2 separate regions of the Mus musculus genome follow, and region 1 is linked to region 2. A link is a contact called in public promoter capture Hi-C data. All regions are on one chromosome and are shown on one strand. The core of a region is the stretch at or near the end of the contact, and the rest is flanking DNA. Distances in the headings are between cores, read along the strand shown. Region 1 holds the start of H2ac18 (H2A clustered histone 18). Region 2 holds the start of Arnt (aryl hydrocarbon receptor nuclear translocator).

Region 1 (7,226 bases), core at 1,972-4,471, 810 kb before region 2:
ACAGGAGAGGAGAGGAACCCAAAGAAAGGAAAGGGAAGACTTCAAGATAAACCTTGAAGCATGAGGAATTCTGGGAATTTGCAAAGGGGAGGCTATTTTGGACAGAAGAAACAGAATGTAAAGACACTTTACTCACAGGTGTCGCATGCTGCTATTTATTCTGCTGGGAGAACATCTAAACCTAGGAAGCCATAAAAAACCCAGAAACTAGCAGTGTGTTAAATTTTTATTGGGATTAAAAAATAATTAAAATGGCTGAAGAGATGGCTCAGCAAATAGCATCTTTGGTGAGGATCAGGTTTCAATTCCCAGAACCCACATGGCATCTATAACTCCAGTTCCAGGGGATCCATCAGCCTCTTTTGGCCTCCTCAGGTACCAGGTAGCCATATGATACATACATATATACATATGTGCAAAATGCATTCATACATATAAATCTAAATTTTTTAAAATTTAAATGGATTTTCAAGATTCTCCTTCTAGATTGTTACTTAGTGACAGTGAGAAACCTTGCTAAACATGTAATCTTAGACCAGGGTTGTTGAGGGTGTTAACTAAGGCAAGAAAGAGTCTGGACAGAAGAATAGTGTTATACAACTCAAAAGCATTTGTAAAGTATTTGGTGATTTGTGAGTTTTGAGCAAAGGACAAGGAACTTCTAATAGATGAGAGGGGGGAAAGGAAAGTTATCTATCAGTAAAGTGGATAATCTGAAATTAGGACAATTAGAATGGAACCAAAGGAACGTTGTTTGTAGGTCAGCCTTTTACTATGTGGTACCTCTAACACACACACACGACTTACATACCATCATCATAGTAATTAAATTTGAATGGAGTAACTCACCTGATAGCAGGCAGATAAGATACTCAATGCTAAAACTTAAAACCTGTAATGTAATGAACACGAGGATCTCCCAAGTAAACTATCAAAACATTGGAAGGTGGCTGTAAACATCTACTCCAAAAACATAGAAAAGCAACGCATGTTAGCAATAAAGTATACTAATTTGTAAAGGGCAATATAAGTAGCCTTGCAAGGCCTGACACTTGGCTTCAATGAGCCAGGTGCTCATTTTAAAAAAAGAAAAAGCTCTATCATGTCAAATTACATTAGAAGGGAACGAAAAAGATAAAAGAAAAACGAATTAAGACTGATGTTAGAAGAGGAATGCAGAGGTTGAGCACCTGGATAAGATATTTTAGTCACTGCGCTCGCAATTGCCCCCGAAATTAGCACATTCTTAAGCGACTATAGGCAACTATTAAAAGAGGCTCGGTGGACAGTAAGCACCAGCCACTGCAGAAACCTAGAAGAATGCAAAGGCAATTTAAGACAAAAAGCTGAATAGCTCTTTCCGGGAAGCTGTGGTGGCTCTGAAAAGAGCCTTTGTGGGGAATGGATGGGAGACAGGGCGCTTAAGCGCGCTCCCCACGGATGCGGCGGGCCAACTGGATGTCCTTGGGCATGATGGTGACGCGTTTGGCGTGGATGGCGCACAGGTTGGTGTCCTCGAACAGCCCCACCAGGTAGGCCTCGCTCGCCTCCTGCAGCGCCATGACGGCCGAGCTCTGGAAGCGCAGGTCCGTCTTGAAGTCCTGCGCGATCTCGCGCACCAGGCGCTGGAACGGCAGCTTGCGGATCAGCAGCTCGGTCGACTTCTGGTAGCGCCGGATCTCCCGCAGCGCCACGGTGCCGGGCCGGTAGCGGTGCGGCTTCTTCACGCCGCCCGTGGCCGGGGCGCTCTTGCGGGCGGCCTTGGTGGCCAGCTGCTTGCGCGGGGCCTTGCCGCCGGTGGACTTGCGGGCAGTCTGCTTCGTACGGGCCATGGCGAAGACGGAAGACACCCAAACGAGGAGCACTCGGGGACCTGATACCGGCCCGAGCCGGCCGCCTTTATAGGCGCAGTCTTCCCCGCGGCGGGGCGGAGACAGCGACTTGAAACTCCCGCGCTGCCGCGCCATTGGCCGTGGCGTCACCGGCCCCGACCTCGCCCATTGGCTCGGGCCCGCCACGCCACCTGACCCGCCCCCCCCCGCCCCCCACGTCCAGCCCCGCGCCCGGTCCACTTGCCAACGTTCTGCGAGGGTGGAGCCACGTCTGGCAGCTGCCCGTAGAGGGCGGGTCCCGGCTCTGCCCAAGAGGAGCTCGCGCGCCCCCGCCCGCCGCCCAAAGTCCCAGGGCAGAACTAATCTAGTGTTTGTGCAGCACCGCCCAGCCACAGCCACAGTCCCAGCCCCAGTCCCCCATGATCCCTAGAGCCGGCCGCGTCCAGTCCTCGCGGGACACCTCCTCCTCCTAGACATTCCCCAAGGACCGGACGAGAGCGCGGCTGACTGCGACTTATGTCTAGATTGGCCTAGACGTCCTAGTTGAGTCTTAGTCCTGGGAAGGGTCAGGCGGGTGGACGCTGAGTGAGGGACAGTGTTGTGTAGGACAAGGGTGTGGGCAGATAGGGGCTAAATGCTTGGGACGGTCAGCGAGAACCGCGTATCCGCTCCGCCGAGGCAGGGCATGAACCAAAGAGCGACAACAAACTACCAGGGGGAACCACGGGCAGGATGGGCAAGGAAGCAGAGGACACGACACTCTTACTTTTGGGGCAGGGCCAGGAAAGGCCACCAAGACCGGCTACCGTGACACAACTCTTTATCTGATTCAGTGGGTGGCTCTGAAAAGAGCCTTTTTAGGAGCTCGCGGGGGTTATATCACAGAGACGCGGGCCGACGCGAGCAGTGGCCTCACTTGCCCTTCGCCTTATGGTGGCTCTCCGTCTTCTTGGGCAGCAGCACGGCCTGGATGTTGGGCAGGACGCCGCCCTGCGCGATCGTCACTTTGCCCAGCAGCTTGTTGAGCTCCTCGTCGTTGCGGATGGCCAGCTGCAGGTGGCGCGGGATGATGCGCGTCTTCTTGTTGTCGCGGGCCGCGTTGCCCGCCAGCTCCAGGATCTCGGCCGTTAGGTACTCCAGCACCGCCGCCATGTATACCGGCGCGCCGGCACCCACACGCTCCGCGTAGTTGCCCTTGCGCAGCAGCCGGTGCACACGCCCCACCGGGAACTGTAGCCCGGCCCGGGAAGACCGCGACTTGGCCTTGGCGCGGGCCTTGCCTCCTTGCTTGCCACGACCGGACATCACGAAAGCGCAAACAGACGAACGGCCACAACCAGGAAACGGTACTCCGGCGCCGACGCCTCACTCTTTTATAGACGCAGACCCGATTGTCCGCCCGACGCTCTCATTGGCTCACACGCGTCCTGACGCCGTGGCCAATAGGAGCGCGCGGACAGAAGCCTCTCATTTACATAAGACCGGCTCCCTCGCCCCGGCGCCGCCCTGGAACGCGCGAATCACGACGCGCGTGCTCGGTGGCTTCATTTGCGTGCGGCCGTCGTTGCGACACTCCGCGGGTCGCCGGGCGGCTGGGCCTGCTCGCTGTTTCTCCTGCTGAGGAAGCTAACAGGAATAGAGCCGGTAGCACGCGTAAACTTGGCCACAGGGCATGGTGTACCAGGTGTAGGTGACTGGCACAGGCTGTGAGTTCTTTCCTCAGCTCCATCTTTGTGCCCAAACTGGCGAGTCGTCCCGGCAGAGCCAGGCAGCCTTACCCTGTTTCCTGTATGAAACCACCCACGGTGTCTCTGCTGCTTCCTGGGTTTTTTGTTTTTTTGTTTTTTTCTCTTCTACCTCCCATTGACATTAGAAATCATTTCTACTCAAGTTACATGTGCCCTTGAATGAGGAGTATTAAGTGTAGGGGTATCTTTCGACTTTGCAGGGGAGTTACATAAAATTAGTGTTAATATATTGTCAGAATGTAGGAAAGCATTAGGCAGTCCATTTATTAAAGTATCAGCATCGGAGGCGTCTGTGAAGTAACTTGTCTTTTGGGTCAGAAATTGCTTAACTTGGATCTTGTTATTTTTTAGTGCAGTTTTCAGTTTACATACGGTGACTAAATTTCCTGTTTCAGGTCACAAGATTTAAGAGGGATTTACGTACAGCTTGTTAAAGATTGAAGTCTTAATGGCACTTTGTATGTTATTTCATTGTAGTTTGGCATATTCTGGGATGTAGGTCAATGGCACAGTACTTTCCTAGTTATATACGAGGTCTTAAGCACCACACCAGAAATTCAATCAGAATTGTTTAGCCACACAGACATTGTTGCTTGTTTTCTGTTTGCCTTAGTTTCACTCCCCCCACCCCCTGTTTCCCTGAGTGTCTCCCACCTGCCTTTGCTGCTCTTCAGTCAGCTCTGCCTCTCCTTTGGCCCTGTCACATTGCTATTCCCATAGTGTCAATGCTCTTCTCTCATCCCTGCAGATTGGGTCCCAGGCTACCTTGGGTATTTCTGCTCCAAGTTACCACATGCTTCTAAAAACAGAAAGAGATACACTTGAGCCAGACTCTTGTATAATTAACTCCCAGGGAACGTCCTAAACAAGTATCTACCCAAGGGTATGGAAGTGGTTTGGCTCCACACTGAGCTGCTTCGGGAACATTGTCCCTAAAGAAGCAGGCTCTTCTGAAAAACATAAATAGGTTAGCTGAAAGCTGACTGTAAGTGTGGTGTCTCTGTCTTCGCTTGATGTCTGTCTCCTTTGGCTAAAGGCAGAGTGAAGTTACTGTTTTACCTTTCACTTGCATCATAGCAAATGAGGGCCGTTACCCACGAGGTCAGGGCCACTCCCTAGAGTACAAGTGAGAGTCAGAGTGATATCTTCCCGAATCTTGCAGGTTCAAACCGTAGCACTGACCAGAGAACCATGCATCTGCCTCCTAGGATTCCTTAATTTTGCTAACATCTTGCCTGCCCAGGTTCCTCCTCTACTTAAGGCTTCAAGCTCATTCATGTCAATATCTGTAGATAGACAGATTTTCGGGGGGTGGGGTTTGCTGGGCCTATATTCTTCTCAATATAGCTTCTTGACTAAATCTCTGATTTTTCTTTTAGACACGTGGTTGAGCCTTGCCTTAGGGTGTCTACAGCCCAATCCTTTACCCTCAAACCTTTGGCTACTTGTTCATTTTGTTGCATATCATGAGGACACTGGCATTGGTTTACAACTTCAGGCTTTGTGGACAGGCTGAAGTGAAAGCTATGTTGGTTGACAGTACTGATTTTGTTACCCTACTAGGTGAAGGAATAAACCTTGGAACTAAGTTGATAATGACATATATATATATGACAATACCTTGGAATGGGGGGAATGCATTTGTGGGGTGAGATGGTGGAAAGGTTGTGAACAGTCAGTGGCAGAATGTGTGGCCATTTCCACAGTGAACTGTGGTAGCTCCAGCTGCACTAGGATTTCTGCAGCTCTTGAAACTGGATTTATTTTAGCAAACAGGAAATGGCTTCAGTGCAAGAATTAAGTGGATCCTGTCTTTCACCTGTGTATCAAGTGTCAGTGGGAAGTCAGTGTGCCTTCGTTAGATATGGTCAGTGTATTTAAGATGTGTAAACATGTGCTTTGAATGGTAGCTTAGTAAATGTAGCATTGCACCATGGTATATTTGACCTAATATGACTCCTATATTGTAACAGTTTTATTCTTTTTGTTTTTTAAAGACAGTTTTTGTGTGTGGCTTCTTTTTTTCCTTTCTTTTTTTGGGGGGGGGGGGTATAGGCTGTTTTTTGTTTTGTTTTCTAGACAGAAACTCTTAAAAGAGTCCTACTTAGCAAAGGTAGTTTTGAAATAGATGTGATGGTTGTTTTTGGTTGTCAACTTGAGCACATCTGGAATTAGTTAAAACCCTAGGGGCTGGGAATACCTCTGAGGCATTTGAAGTGGGAAAATCCACATTTTTGGGACAGTGTGTGAATGCTTGCTACTTCTTAAACTTTTTTGACTATCTCCAACCAGGACTTTGATGATTATGTTTAGGGCTTATTCCGAAGTTAATCCAGGATAACCTCTCAGAATTGAATAGACAAGTCCTTTTCCTCTCTTAAATATTGATGGGTTCTGAAAAATTGGACTATTCACAGCCTACCATAGCCATCAACTACTGCTATAGCTTGAACTGTTTCCACACAAAAGATGTTCTGTTGCTTCAACAAAAGCAGCATGGCCAAAAAGCGAGTTGCAGAGGAAACATTTCCATATCATTGGAGGAAGTCAGGACCGGAACTCAAGCAGAGCTGGAACTTGGAGACAGGAGCTGATCCAAGGGCATGGAGAGGTGCTGTTTAATGTCTTGCTCAGTCTGCATTCTTATAGAACCCAGGACTACCAGCCCAGGGATGGCATACAACCCACAATGAGTTGGGCCCTACCCCATCAATTGCTAATTGAGAAAAATACCTTACAGTTGGGTCTCAGAGAGGCCATTCCTCCACTGAAACTTCTCTCCCTGCGATGACTAGTTTGTGTGAGGTTGCCACATAAAACCAGCCAAAACAAGTCAAACCCATACATAGCCTCACAGCCTGCTCTCTTAGCCTGTTCTCGTGTCTCAGAAAACAGTATGGTACCTTACTATGACAATCTTAAGAATGCAACTGCTAAAAATTCTAATTATTGAAATTTATAAATAAAACTTTCAGGTTAAAAGAGACTTAGACATTTTCGTTGTGGACATATTAATCTTTGGCCCTGATAAAATGATGACTTTTAATATTTGCAGATTTGGCCCAAATGTGTACTTGGGAGCCTCCGTTTTTCCTTATCAACCTATTTTGATATGTGTAGCTTCAATCTATACAAAAGTTCAGGGCTGGAGATGGCTCAGGGTTTAACAGCCCTTGCTGCTCTTGCAGAATATCTGGGTTCCTTCAGTTCCCAGGACTACATGGTTGCTGACAAGCCTTCAGCTCCAGGGGATCTAACTCCTGGTCTCTGAAGGCACTAGGTATGAAGCACTAACAAAGAAATAGAAGAGTCAATGTTATAACATCCTTTATAGGAATAACACATATCAGGAATAACACGTACCAAATTATATTTCAAGACAAATACTTAAGGATCAAAAGTATATTCTAAGGTCATAGGATGTCATTCTCGTGATCTGCAGTCAGTCCATAAATGCAGGGTTGTGTAGTCTTTGCTGAACCCTTGATCCACCTCTCAAATTTGTGAGTCCACATATGCACATAAATATCAATATCAAATTTAATCAGAATCCTTGATAAACCTTCAACTTCTCAACTTAAAATGCTTTTCAGCTAGCCATCCTAATAACACTGCCTACCTAAGCCTGGCGGTGGTGGCACACACC
Region 2 (7,064 bases), core at 2,168-4,667:
CCGAAACCCAGTGAGCTTGGGGCTCTCTAACCAGAAGTTTATCCTCTTTGGCCCACTCCAGGCCAGTAACAGATCCTGTCTCAAAAAGCGGAGGTGGGATGTGGAATGAAGACATGATCCAGTGGTTAAGAGCACTTGCTACACAATCTGGAGACCTGAGTTTGGATCCCAGAACCCACATAACAAGTCTGGCATCATCCTGCATCCACCAGGAATCCATGCACTCTGAGGATCCAAGGCAGGAAGACTGCTAGGCCTTGCTGACTGTCAGCCGAGCAAAACACACAAGCCTCAGGTTAAGGGAGACACCTGACCTGGAAGAAATAAGGCAGAGTGACACAGTAAGATGCCCACAGTTAAGAAGAAATTCTGCCTCAAAGGAATAAGACAGAAAGTTACAGAGGTGGATATCCGGTGTCTTCTGGCCTGTGTACAAGTGCACACTGAACATAGTAATTTCCCACTGTATATACCTCCAGTGGTGAATCTAATTTTCCAAAATTCAACAGGCCAAAACATATCCTGTTTGACACAAAAAGGAAGGAGGAAAAAGCAACAACAAAAGGCTCTATTTTATGACTTAAGTATCATGCATGTACTGAACATGGGATCAATAAATTAGAAGACATGGAAGAATTCTCCACATGGAAAAAAGAAATCTTGAGCTAGGAATGTAGCCCCCGGAAAAGGAAGTTAAGGCAGATGGTAAAGAGAGCAGGGGGTTAGTCTCACTGGGTCTGTCGTTCTCTGTTCTCCGCTCAGACCTACCATCCCATCTCATAAGAGGCTGAGGCTACGCAGGGATGTCAGCTACAGCAGGAACCACTGGGTGCTATGCCATAACTAACAGCAGACTAGAATTTAAGAAAACTCTTACATTCTCAGGTTAATTTTCAAAGGTTTGCTAAGAACCTACACCTCACCTTTTGAGGTTTTTGCTTGGTTTGGTCTGGCTTTTGATTTTGAAACAAGGTCTCACTATGTAGCATGGAACTGACTTTGTAGACCAAGATGGCCATGAACTAAGATATCCCCCTGCTTCTGCAAAGATTAAAGGAATTCCAGCCTATTCTCCCTCTGTTTGGTAAGTACCTATGATGACTCTGCCCACCTCAAAATTGAAGAAGCAAGCAATCAAATAACAATAAATAAAATCAATTATTTCTACTGGTGATGACACTCACAGCTTTAATCCAGCACTCAGGAGGCAGGAGCAAGCAGATCTTGAGTTGGAGGCCATCCTGGTCTACAGAGTGAGTTTCATGACAGCCAGGGATACATATAGAAGCCCTGCCTTGAAAAACCAAAGTCAAAACAAACAAACAAACAAACAAACAACTGTTTCATTAAAAAAGATTCTTAAATCGTACTTTTTAAAAAGTTTTGATAGTTTATATAGGATGGCACATGCGAGTGATTCCAGCACTTGAAGATAGAAGCAAGAAGACCACTGCAAGTTCAAGGCCAGCCTGATCTTCACAGAACACTGCAGGCCAGCCTCTCAAAATTCCCCACTCAGAAAAAAAAATAGAAAAAAATTACTATTTCCTGCTTACAGACTTAAGCTAATATTGATAAGGAAATGACTATTTGGTCAAGAAAGTGTTGTTTTAGTAATTGGTTTAAAATCAGAACAGGGCAGCTAGAAAAGCTTCTGACTTACTAACGTGTCTCTACGGCCTTAACAAGAGAGACACTTTGCAGTCTGAAGAGTTATATAAGGATTTTGCAACATGGGATCAGTTTGAAATCTTGTTTACTCTAATCAGACATGGGCTATTTTGCTACAAGGTCTGATTTTCTCTAACATTTTTCAGTTGTATAGTTTTATTCTATAATTCATCAAATATTCCAATAGTTTCCTGACAATTTACTTCATCTTCATGTAAAAAAAATAATAATTTAGGATTTAAAAAACTGATATTCAGGGGCTGAAAGGAAGGTTCAGTAGTTGTGAGTATGTGTTACTCTTCTAGGACCTAATGTCAGTTCCTAGCATCCACATCACGGGGCTTTCAACTGCCTGAAACTCTTGCTGCAGGGGATCCAACACCCTATTCTGGACTCCTCCCATTCCTGCACTCACAAGTAGACATTATCATATACATAATTTCTAAAGCTTAAAAATATTTTTTTTAAAGTTGATATTGACACATGAATTTGAAGCCAACCTGGGCTACATATAAGTTCTAGGACTCTCTCTCTCTCTCTCTCTCTCTCTCTCTTAAAAAAAAAGGCTGTTTCCAAAAATAATGGGAAAACAATACATTTCCCAGTGTTTCAGCTATTGTGTGTATGTATATACATACGTGTGTGTACCCTGTTACTGTAATATAGTACATTAACAAGATAAAATTTAAAAGTTCAATGTGAAATAGCAGAGACCAATATTACACAACCCTCCCTCCAAACTCTTCGATGATACAGACTTCTGGGAAATGATGGATTTACTTTGTTGGAAAATAACAAGGTAAATTAGCCCAACTAAAATGAAATACTTCCTAAGATGTAACTGAATACAGTAGAAAGGACTGAGAGGGAGACTGCAGTGATCCAAAGTCAACCGGGGGCTGGAATGAGACAAGACTCAAAATAAGATGAACGAGAGACAGAGACAGACAGACAAACAAGCAAGAGGACGTCCACAGACAAATGGCGCGGGACATTTTTCTGAAAGAACAGGAGTTGCTCCACCTCGACCTAACAAGATTTAAACCTGGGTTCTGGACTAAAGACCTGTCCTGAACTATTACCATTACCCAAACCTCTGCCTTCAGCAGCAAGACACTAATAACTACGCTAAAACCCTAAATTTCAAAGTATAGGAGTTACAAGAATCTGAGCAGATTCTCAAAGAACTAAGTTTTCCATTTAAATGTAAACCAAGTGTAGAATCAAGCAAGACTTTGCAAAACGTCAACGTGGCCCCGTCTATAGCCCAGTTTACGCTCGCAGTTACACCAAGTCAGTTTGCCCAGTTACTTACTAGGCATCAGGGGAACATCAGCTGGCAGAGGGTTAAAAGACCACAACACTCCCTAACACCGCAGGCAGAGTGGAGACGCTGGCCAAGCGCCACCACTACTCCAGAAGTTGGGGCACGGAGCCCCCAAACACCCGTCACCCGTTCCCCAGGTCCTCCGGGCAGGGCGCCTCCTCGACACCCCTCCCCCAACACCCGAACGCCACGGCCCTGCTGCTCTGCTCTGGCTCTCCGCACTTGTCAGTCCTTTCTGCCGCCTCACCTGGGTTAGCTGTAGTCGCCGCCATGGTCGAGATGGCACCGTCCCTGCGCCACCCTCGGTGGGAGGGGCAGCCGCCACCGAGCTGGGGGAGGGGAGGGAAGAGCCACTCCGCAGATTAGGCACCTTACCGCCGCCACCGCTACCGCGGAATCCAAGATGGCGGACGCCCACCCCCCTCCCCATCCTGGGCAGAAGACACGCCCCAAACTATGGGCGCGGTCAGTCTCCAGACAGCCTCCCTGGGAGAACTGGCCAATAGAAACAGTAAGTCGCCATAGAGGCCGGGCTAGTGACTCGGCCAGTGAGTCCGGTGACCCGAGGAGTGCTAGGAAGCCTGAGCTAGGAAGCCAACCAGCTGTTTCCCTAATCCGGCCTTCTCGGCGTCAGAGATTCATAACCAAATTGACGTCAGTGAAATGCAAAGAAAACGAGCATTTTACTAAAATGTTTTCTTTCTTAGTGGGCTCATCAGCATATGCTTCCTACAGACGATTTGTTATGCAAACCCTCTTTATAGGTTCTAACACAGGGATCACTAATCCATTCTAGGTTGTTTTTTCTTTATGAACTTTTGTCACTAGTAAAAGTCCGATAACTAATTCTTAAGAGTTGGCTCTGAAGCTGGTAGGAAAAAGCTGGGTGATTACGTGGTACCAAAGATGCCAACATTTGAAATGGAGACAACGAACAAAGAATTTTTATTAAACAAGTATTCCAGAACTCAGAATGCAAAGACCAGTCTGTACTACAAAATGAAACTAGTCCCTTTCTCTGCCCTCCAAAAGTGAGGTGTCCTATGTCACAAGTTTTTTTAAAATGACAAGGTAGTAAACACACAGACGTAATGTCTAATTATAAGAACTGAGCAATTCAGAACAGACAATGTCGACTCAAAACACTGTGAGATAAATTCTATAATTTTACAAATCAAGAACTACAAGCAGGGGCTGGAGAGATGGCTCAGCGGGTAAGAGCACTGACTGCTCTTTCAGAGGTCCTGCGTTCAAATCCCAGCAACCACATGGTGGCCCACAACCACCCCTAATGAGATCTAACGCCCTCGTCTGGTGTGTTTGAAGACAATTACAGTGTACTTATTTAGAATAATAAATAAATCTTTGGGCCAGAGAAAGCAGGAACTGAGTGAGCCGACCAACTGGAGTGGGCGAGGTTGATTGGAGCAAGCAGAGGTCCTAAAGTCAATACCCAATAACCACATGAAGGCTCACAGCCATCTGTACAGCTACAGTGTACTCATATACATAAAATAAATAAATAAATCTTAAAAATATATATTTAAAAAAAAAAAAGAACTACAAACAGATCCAGGCATAGTGATGCATGCCTTTAATCCTAGTACTCAGGAGGCAGAGACTGGCCAATTTCTCTGAGTTCAATGCCAGCCTGGTCTACATAGTGAGTTCTAAGACAGCAGGAGCTATATATAGAAAGACACTATCTCAAAAACAAACAAAAACCAAAGACATGAAACAAAGGCCACCTTGCAAATTAATCCAGTAGTGAGAAGCAAAGTGAATGAAACTAACACCCAAAGTCTATTATATTCATCACCATGTATATGTGGACTGGGGGGAGGAGGGTAATTTTGTTCTTTGAAACAAGGTCTCATGTAGCCTAGACTGACCCCAAATTCACTATGAGGATGAAAATGGTCTTGAATTCACCCTCTCCTTCCAATGTTAGAACTATAAGCATATGGCACTACTCTTTGGCTTGTTGTCAGTCTGATTCACCAAAAAAAATTTTTTTAATTAGCCATAAAGACGACTCCACTACACAGCTACACCTAACATCCCAAGATCCAATGCTCTGAACTTACACAAGGAGAGGACTCCTGCAAATTATCTTCAACTTTCCTCACACCAAAACATGTGCACTCACACATACACAAAAATTTTAAAAACATTTAGAAGTAGAACTGACAAGATGGCTCAAGAGCTAAAGGTACTTGAAGTTGGATTCTCCAAAAGCCACACAATGGTTCGAGGAGAGAACTAACTCCCATTCACTAAAAAGAGGTGCAGTGAGAGGCGCAGTGACATCATGCTGGCTTCTCGTTTGTTGGTTGCTTGCTTGCTTTAGGTTATTTGGTTGGTTTGGTTGGTTTGTTTAGACATTTTCTTGGGGTTTTGAATAGTTTTATTTTTAATTATGTGAATGTGTCTGCATTTAAGTCAGTACACCTGAGTATTGGAACACAATTAGACAGACAAGAAAGATCCCATTAACCTGGAGTTTCAAACAGTTGTGAACAGATAGAAATCCACCTGCTTTCACACTTTCATTTGCTGGCATTAAAGGGGGGCACCACTATGCCAAGATGGAGGCATTGCCTTAATGGCTTTTCCTCCTCTCAGATGATCTTAGCTTGTGTCAAATTTACAAAAACAAAACAAAACAAAACAAAACATGACATCTATATGGCACACTTTAATATAAGAAATTGTAGTTCACTGGCATTACATGCTTTTAATCCCAGTACTTGGGAGGTAGAGGCCAATGGATCTCTTTGAGTTGGATGCCAGCCAGGTCTACAAATTAAGATCTAAAGCAGCCAGGATGATTAACACAAAGAAACTATGTGTTGAAAAACCAAACAAAAAGTCATGGTTAAAAACTTTTTTTTTTTAGTATATAATAGACATGTTGATTACACCTATAATCATGTAGTAAAAAAAGCCATGTGTAGTGGCTATTCCTGGTTGTCAACTTGACAATATTTGGAATGAACTACAATCCGGAATTGGAAGGCTCACCAGTGACCCTTATCTGGAGGCTTGGAGATCCTTATCTGGATCTTGGTTTGAAGATCTTGAGCCATAGTGGCTATGGATTCCAGAAGATTGAATCTCCGAGTTAAGGAACACACCTTTAATCTGGGCTATGCCTTTCATCTGGGATTAAAGGTGTGGTGGAACACACCTTTAATCTGGGCTACACCTTCTGCTGGAGACAATATAAGGACATTGGAAGAAGGGAGTCTAGCTCTTGCTCTTGCTCCTTCGCCTGCTTGCTGCGTGAGACTGAGTAACTGCTAGATCCTTGGACTTCCATTCACAGCTGCGACTGAACAATTGTTGGGAATTGGGCTGCCGACTGTAAGTCATCAATAAATTCCTTTACTATCTAGAGACTATCTGTAAGTTCTGTGACTCTAGAGAACCCTGACTAATACACCATGATACAAGGATCACTTCAAGTTTGAGGATAGCCTGGCCTACATGGTTAGGCCGAGATAGCCCGAGTGACAAACAGTGTGGGTTGTAAGCTTGCGAATCTGAGTTTGAATCCCCCCAATTCATGTTAAAAAAGGAAAAAAAAACAAAACAAAACAAAACCTGAACATTGCTAAATATGTAACTCTGGTGCTTGTTGGATAGAAACACATCCCCAAGTGGCCAACTAGCCCAATGGCACTAAGTCAGAACATAATAGAGGAAGACACTGGATGTTGTTGTAACTTGATGCTTAGAGTTTACTGCTTCATGTACTACATACATAGCACACATCAGAACCACAATGCAAAACAAACAAAAAAAAAAGTTACCAAGGGAAGTATTTACTAAATGTTTCATGGTGTTCATGGACCAGCCCACTGTGAGTGGTACCATTCCATAGACTTCATAAATACACAAATAAAGAGAGTGATTGGAGGAGCAGCAGGATGAGACACTCCCTCTGTTTCCAGATTGCAGAACAATGTGACCAGATGCTTTAGGCTTTTGCCACTGTGATTTCCCCGACCATCATGGATATGATCTGGAACTTGGAACCAGGATCAGCCCCCTTAACCTTCAA

The links. Promoter capture Hi-C pulls out the DNA fragments that hold promoters and counts their contacts.
Region 1: a promoter capture Hi-C map of pre-B cells shows a contact between it and region 2, with 4 times the contacts expected there. The contact joins the promoter of H2ac18 here to the promoter of Arnt in region 2. A contact is called at or near these places in 2 of 39 promoter capture datasets (liver and pre-B cells) and 1 of 115 datasets of contacts at active chromatin or transcription factors (pancreatic cancer cells).

The regions. Positions count from the first base shown.
Region 1 is chr3:96,241,492-96,248,717 of GRCm38.p6, reverse strand. H2ac18 (H2A clustered histone 18) reads right to left here and starts at 3,221. Exons shown (of 1, transcript NM_013549.2): 1 at 2,666-3,221. The coding sequence starts at 3,137. The coding sequence ends at 2,745. It overlaps H3c14 (H3 clustered histone 14), which reads right to left and starts at 2,033. Exons shown (of 1, transcript NM_178216.3): 1 at 1,370-2,033. The coding sequence starts at 1,832. The coding sequence ends at 1,422.
Region 2 is chr3:95,430,743-95,437,806 of GRCm38.p6, reverse strand. Arnt (aryl hydrocarbon receptor nuclear translocator) reads right to left here and starts at 3,417. Exons shown (of 22, transcript NM_001037737.2): 1 at 3,246-3,417. The coding sequence starts at 3,270. It also overlaps the pseudogene Gm4349.